Linked DNA regions of Oryctolagus cuniculus: region 2 is linked to region 1. The links are chromatin contacts, called in public Micro-C maps. All regions are on one chromosome and are shown on one strand. Each heading gives the region's core, a stretch centred on a gene start, on an enhancer-like site or on the middle of the called end of the contact. The rest is flanking DNA. Distances are from core to core; before and after follow the strand shown. Region 1 holds the start of NUDT5 (nudix hydrolase 5). Region 2 holds the start of UPF2 (UPF2 regulator of nonsense mediated mRNA decay).

The links. Hi-C and Micro-C count contacts between places; a contact is called where the count stands out from the background.
Region 2: a contact with region 1 is called in a Micro-C map of ear pinna, with 8 times the contacts expected there. The contact joins the promoter of UPF2 here to the promoter of NUDT5 in region 1. A contact is called at or near these places in 2 of 6 Hi-C or Micro-C datasets (ear pinna and an unstated tissue).

The regions. Positions count from the first base shown.
Region 1 is chr13:70,853,100-70,858,674 of mOryCun1.1, reverse strand. It overlaps NUDT5 (nudix hydrolase 5), which reads right to left and starts at 3,068. Exons shown (of 9, transcript XR_011381571.1): 1 at 2,865-3,068. CDC123 (cell division cycle 123) reads left to right here and starts at 3,042. Exons shown (of 14, transcript XM_070055718.1): 1 at 3,042-3,160; 2 at 3,249-3,436. The coding sequence starts at 3,363.
Region 2 is chr13:71,002,218-71,007,792 of mOryCun1.1, reverse strand. UPF2 (UPF2 regulator of nonsense mediated mRNA decay) reads right to left here and starts at 2,469. Exons shown (of 22, transcript XM_008268086.4): 1 at 2,141-2,469. It overlaps LOC103350899 (a long non-coding RNA gene), which reads left to right and starts at 1,711. Exons shown (of 4, transcript XR_518745.4): 1 at 1,711-1,852; 2 at 3,392-3,484.

The DNA.
Region 1 (5,575 bases), core at 1,819-4,318:
CCCAACCGGGACTATAACCCGGGGTGCCTGCGCCATAGGCGGAGGATTAGCCAAGTGAGCCATGGTGCCAGCTAAGCAGTGTCTTAACAACAAGGCCAAATGCCTACACCAATTTCATTTCAGAAGATAATATTCTGATTAATCCTTCTCTTGTAATCATTCATGGTAGAATCTTGGATTCCCTTAAGTAACCTTTTATTTGCTGGCATACATTCTCAGGTAATAAAAACTACCTATAACTTGATAAGGATGAAAAACCACTCTGAGATTTGTGTGCGTGTTCCTCTTCTGGCAGATGTAGGGTTGGGTGGGCACGAATGGAACTAAGTTTTATTGAGATTCTGCTATTCGGTGATTTCTAATCATTGACTAGGTTGAACAAGAGTGAACTGACTGCAGTGGCCCTTGGGATGGCTAACTGGTTGTTGCCCTACAGTAACATTTGCAAAGAACTTCTTGTTAGGGTTCAGGCAAGGAACAGCACGTTTGGAGAGTGGGAGCACTGGCAAGGAAAGACTTAATTCCTTGCAAATGAGCATTTATTGTTTGTCCTGAAGCAACTTTTAGGTAACGGGTAATTCTTGCCATGCCATGGGCAAGAAGGAGACTATCTTAAAGGAGAGTGGGACATTAGGACAAAGGGGTGGTGCAGTATACACATTTGGACTCAGTGGCTTGAAGTGTTGGGTAGACAGTCACATTGAGAAAATCAGCTGGGAGTTGTGCAAAGGATTAGTCATGGTCTGGATTCAGAGAAGAAAATGTGTTTTTTCATTATTTCAATTTAGTATGCACAAAAAACGGTCTCCCACAATCCTTGATGATTGACATTTTCTAGCATGCATGAGAAAAAGCCACTATTTCCACTGTTCTAAAGGTTTTATTGAAGCAATTTGATGTATATAATACTTTGTGACTAAACGAGAACATGGTGGTTTAAAAAAAGCAGTGAAAACTAACTCAGCTGTATCCATTCAAAAGTGCTTCCAGTTTGTAATATTATTTGATGCTCCTTAAATGTGAACAAGTTACTTAAAAACTATAAGCAATACTGAAAAGTCAAAGGAGCAACCTAAAGCATATAAACCTGAATAAGATGAACCCATATCAAATTCCTTCCCTGTAAAATCTAAGTTTACAAACTTAGTTGCTTTTCTACACACACACACACACACACACACACAAACCAAAAACAAAAAAACCCCTGCAGTTCTCTTCTAAAGGTTAGCAAGTGGCCTCAACTTCTACATCCAGATGTTTTCTTGGCTGGTACCTATTTTCTCCTATCTTCAACAGAAAATATCTTGCCCAGATGCACCACTCTGGTGCTATAATTAGCTTTAGTTACAACTTCTTAATTTCCAGGACAAAACAGGTATTTGAGTGACCACTAATGTCTGACATCCTCTCTTTTCAATTTGCTAGTCTGACACTACTCCTGCAGAACATATGAAATGTTTCTTTTTAATCCCCTCAAAACAAAAAGGACTGCACCATCCTGGACGTCAAAAACACTTCCAGGCCGGCGCCACGGCTCACTTGGCTAATCCTCTGCCTGCGCTGTCGGCACCTCAGGTTCTAGTCCCAGTTGGGGCGCTGGATTCTGTCCCGGTTGCTCCTCTTCCAGTCCAGCTCTCTGCTGTGGCCCGGGAGTGCAGTGGAGGATGGCCCAAGTACTTGGGCCCCGCACCTGCATGGAAGACCAGGAAGAGGCACCTAGCTCCTGGCTTTGGATCGGCGCAGCGGGCCGGCTGTAATGCACCGGCCATAGTGGCCACTTGGGAGGTGAACCAAGGGAAGGAAGACCTTTCTCTCTGTCTGTCTCTCTCACTGTCTAACTCCGCCTGTCAAAAAAACAAAAACAAAAAAACCAAAAAACAAAAAAAAAACAACTTGTAAAGGAACCATTACCGCGCAGCCCCCACCATTACACGGTGCAACATTATAATCTATTTATCTCCGCTTTGAAAATGTATCCTTTCAAATAGGGCTGCCAACTAACCACTTAGCCAGTAACATTTCTGAGAAAAACACAACGTGAAGCAACGTGGGTTGAAGAATTTGTAACTCCAAAGAAGCAGCAGATCCGTTTTTCATCCCAATGGACAGCTTTCTAAAGCTGTCGGTGGGACTATCAATTTTTACAACTGTTTAGGAGAATCAGTGAGAGCATGCAATTTTAAGCAGACACCTGAAATCCGCGCCCCTGGACCCAGGTGAGCGGGCTAAGTCCAAGGCTGATGAAAACAAGTCTCTCTGCTAGTGAGTTCTCATTCTTTTAAAGAAACAAAACTAAACTCTGCAAGGTGATGGCGTGGAGAAAATGAGTGATATTACAAATTCAGCTAGAACTTTGCCTGTCTTAGGCGTCCATCATTGCTGGGATACTGATAATAAAAATCTCGCTGTGTTTTTTCCAGGCTGACTTCTGCGGGTCCGGACTAAAAGAACTTTACGCTCCAAGAGACAGCGTTCCCGATTCTTCCGTCTCTCAAATTTCTCTCTCTCTCTCTCTCTTTTTTTTTTTTAAACCCGCAAAGTTGAACCCCTCCCTGGATCGCACAGGCGGGATCGCTTCCCTCTGCTTCTCACACCCCGCACCCAAGCACGAACAGGGGGCCATTCTCCTAGCAGGTGCCTCAAACATCACAGTCAAACCCTTAACTGCGGGTTTCGTTCCTCCAGTAGCCTAGGCGCTTCCACCCCAAACCCTGGTCGTCTTCCCCTGGAGCGCCGGGACGCGAGTCCAGCCGCACGCAGCCCGGGAGACGCGCGCGCCGCTGCCTGCTCGGTCTGCACCATCCAGATGTGCATACTCCCTCCTATCCCTCTCCTCCCCAGAGGCTTGGCCCGCAACCAGTTACCTCCTCCAAGGTGCGAGGTGAAGAAGGGAAGGGGAACGAAAGAAGAAAGGACGAGTCGGAGGGAGCAGCCTCAGCAGATGCCGGTGCCACGGCTAGGGACACCGGCGCCTCTCGCGGTGCTACAAGGATGGGCGCGCGCCCTCCTCTCGGCACCCGTAGAGCCCTCGCCACTGCCCTCGCCTCTAGCTGATTACCTTCCGGGTCAGCGAGCGCCTCCGGAAGGAGAGCTGTAAACTTCTGCAACTTTCTCTCCCAACCCTTGGCAATTCCTCTATCGGGACCCACAGTCTTTGCGTGTACGCAAGTGTGTGTGTGTTCACTGAGAGTACTCCCGACGAGTCTCCTCCTCTGATTCTTTTTTTCTTCTTCCTACTTGGTTTGCAGACCGGAAGAGTCCTTGAACCAAAATAGCTCGGCGGCACTTCCGGCAGCGGAGCCCAGGGTTCCGGGAGAGAGCTGGCAGGAGCGGGTTAAGGCAGCGGCTGCGGCAGCTGGAGGATGAAGAAGGAGCAAGTGCTGCATTGTCAGTTCTCCGCTTGGTACCCGCTCTTCCGAAGCCTGACCATCAAGAGGTAAGCCGGGAGGAGGGGGTTGTGCCAGGGCCACTGGCAAAAAGGGAACTGCCACGTTGAGTGCGTCCTCTCTCCGTCAAAATAACGATAATAACAATAATACAACGCGGGCCTTATAGCGACTGGATGGGTGCGACAGTGTCGCGATGTCGACTTGCAGGGGAGGTGAATGGCGCCATGCGTTCTGTCGCGAGGCCGAGCGTGTGCCGGGGAGGAAGGGGGCTAGGTCGTGGTGAGCGAGGGTCGGAGGCAGGGTGCGTTGTGGATTAGCGTCGTTGACGCATCGCGACTTGTGAGAATTGCCCTGGAGCGCCAGGCGCTCGGGAGACCCGAGGGGTCGTGGCTTTGTCACTGACCAGCGCGTCGCGTGACTTCATTGCTTGCCGCCACGGTCTAATGACTACAATCCCGGCAGACAGACCCAGCCCTGCGTCTGTTGTGAGGCTGCAGCGCGATTGTGTGTGTGCAGGGCAGGTGGACGTTGTTATGAGACGGGATTTGTCTTGGAGCTCTCGGGCCTAGAACAGGGAGTCCGTCGCTGGTAGGCATGACAGGCATCCTTCGTTCCAGAGTCAAGGTGGTGTAGGCAAGGCGGCTAGGGTCGTAACCCCCGGTCTGATCCGAAGCGATCAGTCGCTAACACGGACAGAGCTGGCTTTTGCTCACTCCCTCGTAGGCCTGCATTGTCACTGGGACACCGCCTACTCTTAACTTTTCATCCCGGCCATTGGATGCAGAATGTGATTGCAGAGATGGGGGGTTGATTCTCAGGCGTTGGAAGGGCACAGGGGGATTATTAAAGAGACAGTTCTTTTTCATCTTGTTATTCAGACATGGGCTCTGCTTTCAGCGACGCTAGTGTATGAGTAGTGATGGAGTTCAGGGTAGCACAGAGGCAGATAATGTTTGCATTTGAAGATAGACGGATTCACCCCAAAACAAAGGGAGGAGCAGGTACTTCCTGCACTGTCACAAGTTCTCTCCCTAGCTGATACTCCCAACCCTTGGTTAACTTGCAGAATGGAAAGTGGGCTTTGGATCTGAGGTGATGGTTGAGGTTCTTTCTTTTGTATTGGTGTCAGTGAAGATACATCTGTGGCCTTGGCAGAGCTTTTCACACGAATATTCTTTAAAACCACCAGGGGTTTCTTTGCAAACAACTTTGGTAGCTGCTGGTGCAGGTTTTTTTTTTTTTCTTTTTTTTTTTTGCATCAACCAGCACAAGCATGTAGGGGTTAAAAATTGGGCTTTGAAGTCAAAGCCTTGTGCCTGGCTTCCAGGTCTTGTTCCACCAGCATCTTGAGCAAATTGCTTAATCTCCCTAAGCTTCATCTGGAAAACCGAGAAAATAATAGGATCATCCTGGGAATTAAATAAGATGAAACATTAAAAAGGTTTGAGTCTGTTTCTAGCACATAGTAAACACACAAAAATGTCGCTTGTTACTTTTGAGATTTAAGAAAAGCCCCTTGGAGGATAAACAGGTTTTGTTTGCTTAAAATGTGTACCATTCATAGGAAGCTAAGAGTGAAAAAGAAATGATCCAATGGGTAAGATTTTTCTGGTCCGAATAAACCCCACACCATTCTCACTCTGTCTTTAAACCCTTTCTTTGGTCTGCTTAGCCCTGGGGTGCCAGCAGAAGAACCTAACATACGGCAGAGGGTCCGTCCACCACTCAGGCCAGTCAGGTGGAGCTGTGTTGTGGCCAGGGTCAGCTTTCCTGCCAACAAGGGCGTATTGCAGTTATCAGCTCAGCATTATGGTTTGGTGTTTATTAATCACAACTCAGAGATGATTATGCAAGTTTAGTTTTTGGCAAGTTCTAGGACTTTGACTCAGGCTGAAGAATAATTAGCCAGGTGACTGGTACTGCCACTTTACCTTCCTAAATCTGAATCCCCACCCCCACCCCCAGAACATGAAGGTTATGGTAAATAGTGTTCCAAGGGCCCCTTTTACATCTAAAATTCCATTAGAGTATCTTGCTTGTATGCAAAAAATATATCCAGTTGATGCGATAGATAGATGCTTTGTCATTCAGGTTTTTTAACATTTAAAAGCAAGATTTATGAGAGACCTCCAGCCAGAGTGGCCTGGAGAGGGGCTCCAAGCGAGGCAAAACCTGAACAGACTGGT
Region 2 (5,575 bases), core at 1,220-3,719, 150 kb before region 1:
GTGCAACTTGTGAAAACAACATGTGCGGTCTTTGAAGTCAGTAAAAGTTTGCACCCCAACTCTGGGATCGAGAAGTTACTGATACCAAGCAACTTCGTTTCTACGTCTATTTACTGGACAAAATGGAGAAATGGCTGCTTCTCTGAGTTCCCAAATGCTAACACAGTAGCTAGCATGAGGGAGGCATCCAATAAATACTGGTTCTCTTTGACACAGAACACTGACAAGTTCATCAGATGAGAGATTTTTAAAGGTAAGACCATTAGATTCTATCTACCCCAATTCTCTATTTTTACATTGACTTGGTTGGTAGCAGTATTTTCTGCCCAAAATTATACAACTAGTTTAGTGACTGGACCAGGACTCACTGCCAGCACTCTTTTCTACTACAAATACTGGCCCTAAGATTTAAGAAAGCAAGCAAAACATATGGCAAATGACAGGATTCAGAGCCATATCACGTTAAGTGAACCATTCATTAAATTACATAATAAAGCACTAGACTTTTTAATTCAAACTTTGCTACTCAAGCATTTCATGTAAACTAAATGCCTCCAAGTTTTTCCAGTAAAATCTTCAGATTCCTCTCAAAATAACTTAAAATAATCAAGATACAAATTAGTGATCTTTTAATTGGAATATCAGCGCTTAGAAATTATTTCACTGAGCACAGTTACATTCAGATGGTCCTGAGAAGGAACCTATGCTAAAAAACCACCTTCTAGCTCCCAAAATAGTGTCTTGACACTTGGGCTGTATTATTTTGCTTTTTTTAAAAAATATACTCTGAACTTCCAAAACAAAGTAAAACGTCTTGACTAGTAAAAGTGGGACTAACGGAGAAAGCACAGAGAATTGGAGTGTTTCTCTTTTAAAGATACTCGTTTGCAAGTACCATATGGATTGTGTGTGAAATCACAATTAGACTGCTCTGAAAATACTCCTGCTATTCAAAATGTTCTAAGGGCATTATCTCCCCCTTTAAAAGGGTGTCCTTGGAGAAAACGGCTAACCCAAAATTTTGAGACATGTCATCAAACACGGTATTCTTTGCCAATTGGTCGGATTTTTAAAAACAACCGAAAAAGACCGTGATACATGACAAGGGTCGGCGATCGCTCCACTTGGGTACAAATCCTATCAGGAGCCAAGGAGCCGAGGGCCCAGTCGCTCCCGTGTGTTCCCCCAAATGTGAAAGCGGGCCCCCGCTCCGCCGAGCTGGAGACCCAATGCCACCCCGGGATCACCTCCTTAGTTGCACGGTACTAACAAGGAAGCACCTGGAGTCCTGGGGGTGAGGGCGAAGCGCAGAATCAACCAGCCCGAGGGACTACAAGGAAGTAAACCACACACCCACGCCCACATCCCAAGACGCCCAGGACCCCGTCCCCGACACACACCTCTGTCCCGAACCTCAGCTCGGGCCCCACACCGCTCGCCCGCCACAAGCCCCCCCTCCCCTCGGCCATCCACAGTCACCTTCGCCGGACACCCTTGCCCCAATCCTAACTTCGCGTCCCGCACGCCCGCCCCGCAGCACCTCCTCCCACTCACGCACCCTGCCCACCTCCTTGCCTTAGCCGTCCTCCCGGCTCCCCCAGGCGCGTCCCCCAGCCTCCCCTCGCTTCACTCCACGCCCCCAAACACCTTCAACCCGGCCACGGCAGGCTCCCCGCCTCCAGCGCCGAGGCCCGGCCCAGGCATGTGGGGCAGGCACCTCCTCTCCCGCTCCCCATGCCTGCCACGGCCCGGGGTTCCCGCGTTGAAGGAAGCCTCCGGGAGAGGGGGTCTGAGGAGGGCGACGCCGGACCCACACGGTCCCTCCACTGCTCGCCGCCCCCGGAGAGCTGAGGTACGGAGTCGCCTTTTGGGTCCCCCCAGGGAGTAGGAGTCCAGGCCGGTGCCCCCCCCCCCAGCCGCCCTCAGCCCTACTTCCTCCCGGTCGTTGGCGCGGAGAGGCAGGAGGCTCCCCGGGACTCACCTCGAGCCTGTTGTCAACATTAGCCCCGGGTTTCCCAGCACCAACTCCAGCGCTCGGGCTCTCCCCTCCCCTCCCCCCACCTCTCTCGCAGCCGAGGGCCCGCCTTCCCTCAGCTCCCCCTCCTCCCTCCGCCCGCCCGCTCTCCCGCCCGCCACTCACCAGCGCGGCCGGGCTGAGGGTGGGGGCGGGGCGGAGGGAGGGGGGAAAGGAAGAAGCTGTCCGCGAGAGTGCCGGATCGAAAACGCTCCGGGCCGCCCGTCCTCCCGCATGCCGATGCCCTCAGCTTGGCTCCGGGGTGAAAGGTCTAGAGCAAAGGCTCGTGTTGGTGCCGCTCATTTAGCGGCTCGTTCAAATTCCCCAGTTGAAGAGAGAAGCGACTTTTTCAGACAGGCAATCAACTGGGCAGCGACTACCAGCGCCTCTAGCCAGGGCCCCAGTAGAGGGGAGGAGTGTTTCGAGGACCGGAGGTAGGAAGTGGATTGGTCGCCAGGAAAGGGAAAGCGCCTGAATTGGAGATGCGCAGGCGCAAGCATTTCGCAGGGGGTAGGGGAGCGAGAATGGGGCGGGGCGAAGCTGGCAGCGGCTAGGGGAGGGCGGTGGAGTAGTAGAACTACGGAGCGCCGTTAAGGACAAACTTGGCCACGTGATTCTCCTGGGAGTTTCCTGGTGAGAACGTAGGGAAGAGGTCTAAGAAGGGAAAGTTTGATTGGACTAATTCGGAGAGGTTGAAGATTTGGGAAATTGGAAACTGGGGAAGCGAAAGAATATGGCTGGTGAGGAAGGGAGAAACTGGTTAGGAATGGATCTAGATTTAAGGTTGCCCTAAAAGACAGCCACAGTCCCGTGGGGGGATTTCCAGAAGCAGTTTAAGGAGTTCGACCTGAAACCATCCAGAGTGCAGAAGAAACAAGGCTTTTCGCATGTGGTTCTTAGAAAAGTCCCAGCTTTAACAAGAAGCTTTTTAAAAAATTATAATTCCTGAGTTAATTGAGTGAAATCACCTAAGAAGAAAAAAGAAAAAGGCTGGCCTTGTCGGTCCCCTCCGACCGCGACCGCGAGTCGTCACTTTATAAACCCGGCTCATTTCCTCCGACTCTCGGGAACCTCGTGTCCGCGGCGGTGGGAGCCGGAGGAGCCGCGGTGCAGAGCCGGCCTTAGACGCTGCCCCGCTCAGAGACTTGAGGCAGTTCTAGGTTTCCTCGCTTTCAGCCTTTAGTGCTGTTTTTGCTTCCCATGTATTCTCAAAAGGCAAATGATCCTGAGTTTGGCGATTAAGTTTTGCATTAAAGGGAAAGGGGGAAAAATTCTCTTGCAAACGCTGCCCACTGGTCAGGCACGAAAGGGTAGTAAAAGAGATAGATAAATACTGTCATTCTGTACCACGGATGAACAATTAAACTTTCCAAACAGAAACACCGTACCGGTGATTGCAAAACCCGGAACTCTCTTCAAAGGCTTGTCTCATTATGTCTGCTTTAAGAACCTTTGCTTCTCTGTTGATAGGTAAGTCTTGTCATCCTAGACCAGGTCAGCCTTTGCTTTTGGTCAGGTTAGCACCTACAAGTTATGGAAATACCGAGATCGAAAGAGGGGAAAGGAGCAATTTTTTTAGTGTTTGCTGTTTTATTTATTTTTTTTAAGATTTATTTATTTTATTTGAAAGAGTCACAGAGAGAGGTCTTCCCATCCGCTGGTTCACTCCCCAATTGACCACACGACCGGAACTGTGCCGATAGGAGCCAGGAGCTTTTTCCGACCACAACGACCGGAACTGTGCCGATCAGGAGCCAGGAGCTTTTTCCGAGTCTTCCACGCAGGTGCAGGGGCCCAAGGACTTGAGCCGTCTTCTACTGCTTTCCCAGGCCATAGCAGAGAGCTGGATTGGAAGAGGAGCAGCCAGGACTAGAACTGGCGCCTATATGGGATGCTGGTGCCTCAGGCCCAGGGCGTTAACCTGCTGTGGCTCAGCATTGGTCCCTGCTGTTTTATATTGAGGAGCCCCATTATATAAAAATTGAACCACAGAGAGAGTAATTGATAAAATTTTTTCAAAATTGTGCTTAAAAACTCCACCACCACCACCAGCCACTTTAGATATTGTCCTCCCTTGGAGCCCCCTTCCAGGCCACTCTGGCTGGAGGTCTCTGACTGATAAATCTTGCTTTTAAATCTCTCTGCCTGTCCACTTGGAAATTCTTCCATGTGAGACAAAGAACCAAGGTAATACTATCTACACTGCTGCCATTTTACCTGTAACATTTTGGCACCGTGACTCGGATCCCGCTCCCACTCAAGTTCGACTGTAGTCAGCGTTGGATCATCTCACCAGATGGTTTTTGTTTTTGTTTTTGAAAGTTTAACTCTCCTCTATAGCAGCTCCCATTTTCTCAAAAACACCGGGTCCCTGTCAGCCAGTTAAAAGTGATTAGCGTGGCTGCCGGACTTCAGACTTAAGGGCCAGGCTTGCTGATTAGGGCCAGGGCAGACTCTGTTTTAACCCCTCTCTTCTCCAGTGTGCATTGGCCTTTCGCGTGGGACTGGGAGAAGGCATTTTCTAAGGAGTCCCTGACTGGACACCAGGCCCCGAGAGCCTGTTAGTGTTGGCCAAAAACTACATTCTTTTCTTATTTCTTCAGAGATAAGTTTGTTGGTGGGACTAGGTGCAGCTTGGGACGAGGCCATGGGCTCCAGGCTCCATGCCTCAAGGAGTTTTTCCTTTACCCAGATCCCAAAAGATCTCCATCTCTCTCTGTTCCTCTAAATGCTTTCTGCACTTCGCCAGGTCTCCTCAGTCTCTACAAACTAATTTTTGGTCGTGTTAGCCAGTATTTCCTAGATATTTTGTTCATTAGCTCTGGGTTAAAGTTTTATTAGCCTGTTTGCAGACAGGTAGCTTTTTGATCTAGACTCCCATTAGATGCAGTCCCCATGTTGTCTGAACTTGTGTAGACGAGTCTCGGCATGTCTCTGGTATCCCCTGTCTTCCTTGTCTTTTGGGTCACTTCTGTCTGGTCCTTCCTACATAGTACCTACCTCAGGGAAGTTTACTGGGGAGCACGTTTGTTCCCTCACTCTGCTTCTTTATCCCTTCACCTGCCAGTCACCAACCTAGGTGGTAGCCATGACTGGTACCCTCTCTCCAAACTCTAGCTTGAAGCACCTTTGTTTGCTAAGGCTCTTGCCATGAAGGGTCATTGTCGGAATCAGACTTATTAGATAAGACTCAACACTGTGGCATAGAACAACTATTTTTCTTCATGCAAGGAACAAAGCGACAGTATATATTTGACCAGGCAGAGGCCCAGTCTAGCACACCACTGGTAAAGGGAACCGATCACTCCATGTGTGTGCTATGCTGACAAATACATGCCTGAAGTTACAGGCGTGGGAGGCTGAGCGAGCATGGGTGCTGATCCCACCCTCACCTTCCTACCCTGTGGACTTCAGTGCATGGCTGGTTGCCACAGGCAGTGAGACGGTTTTGAGAGACGTTGCAAATTCGGGAGAGATAGGAACTGAGAGACGCTTCATTTTTATACTCTGATTACAGTAGGCATTCCCCAGGGATGCAGCCTTAGACTTTGGGACTCATTT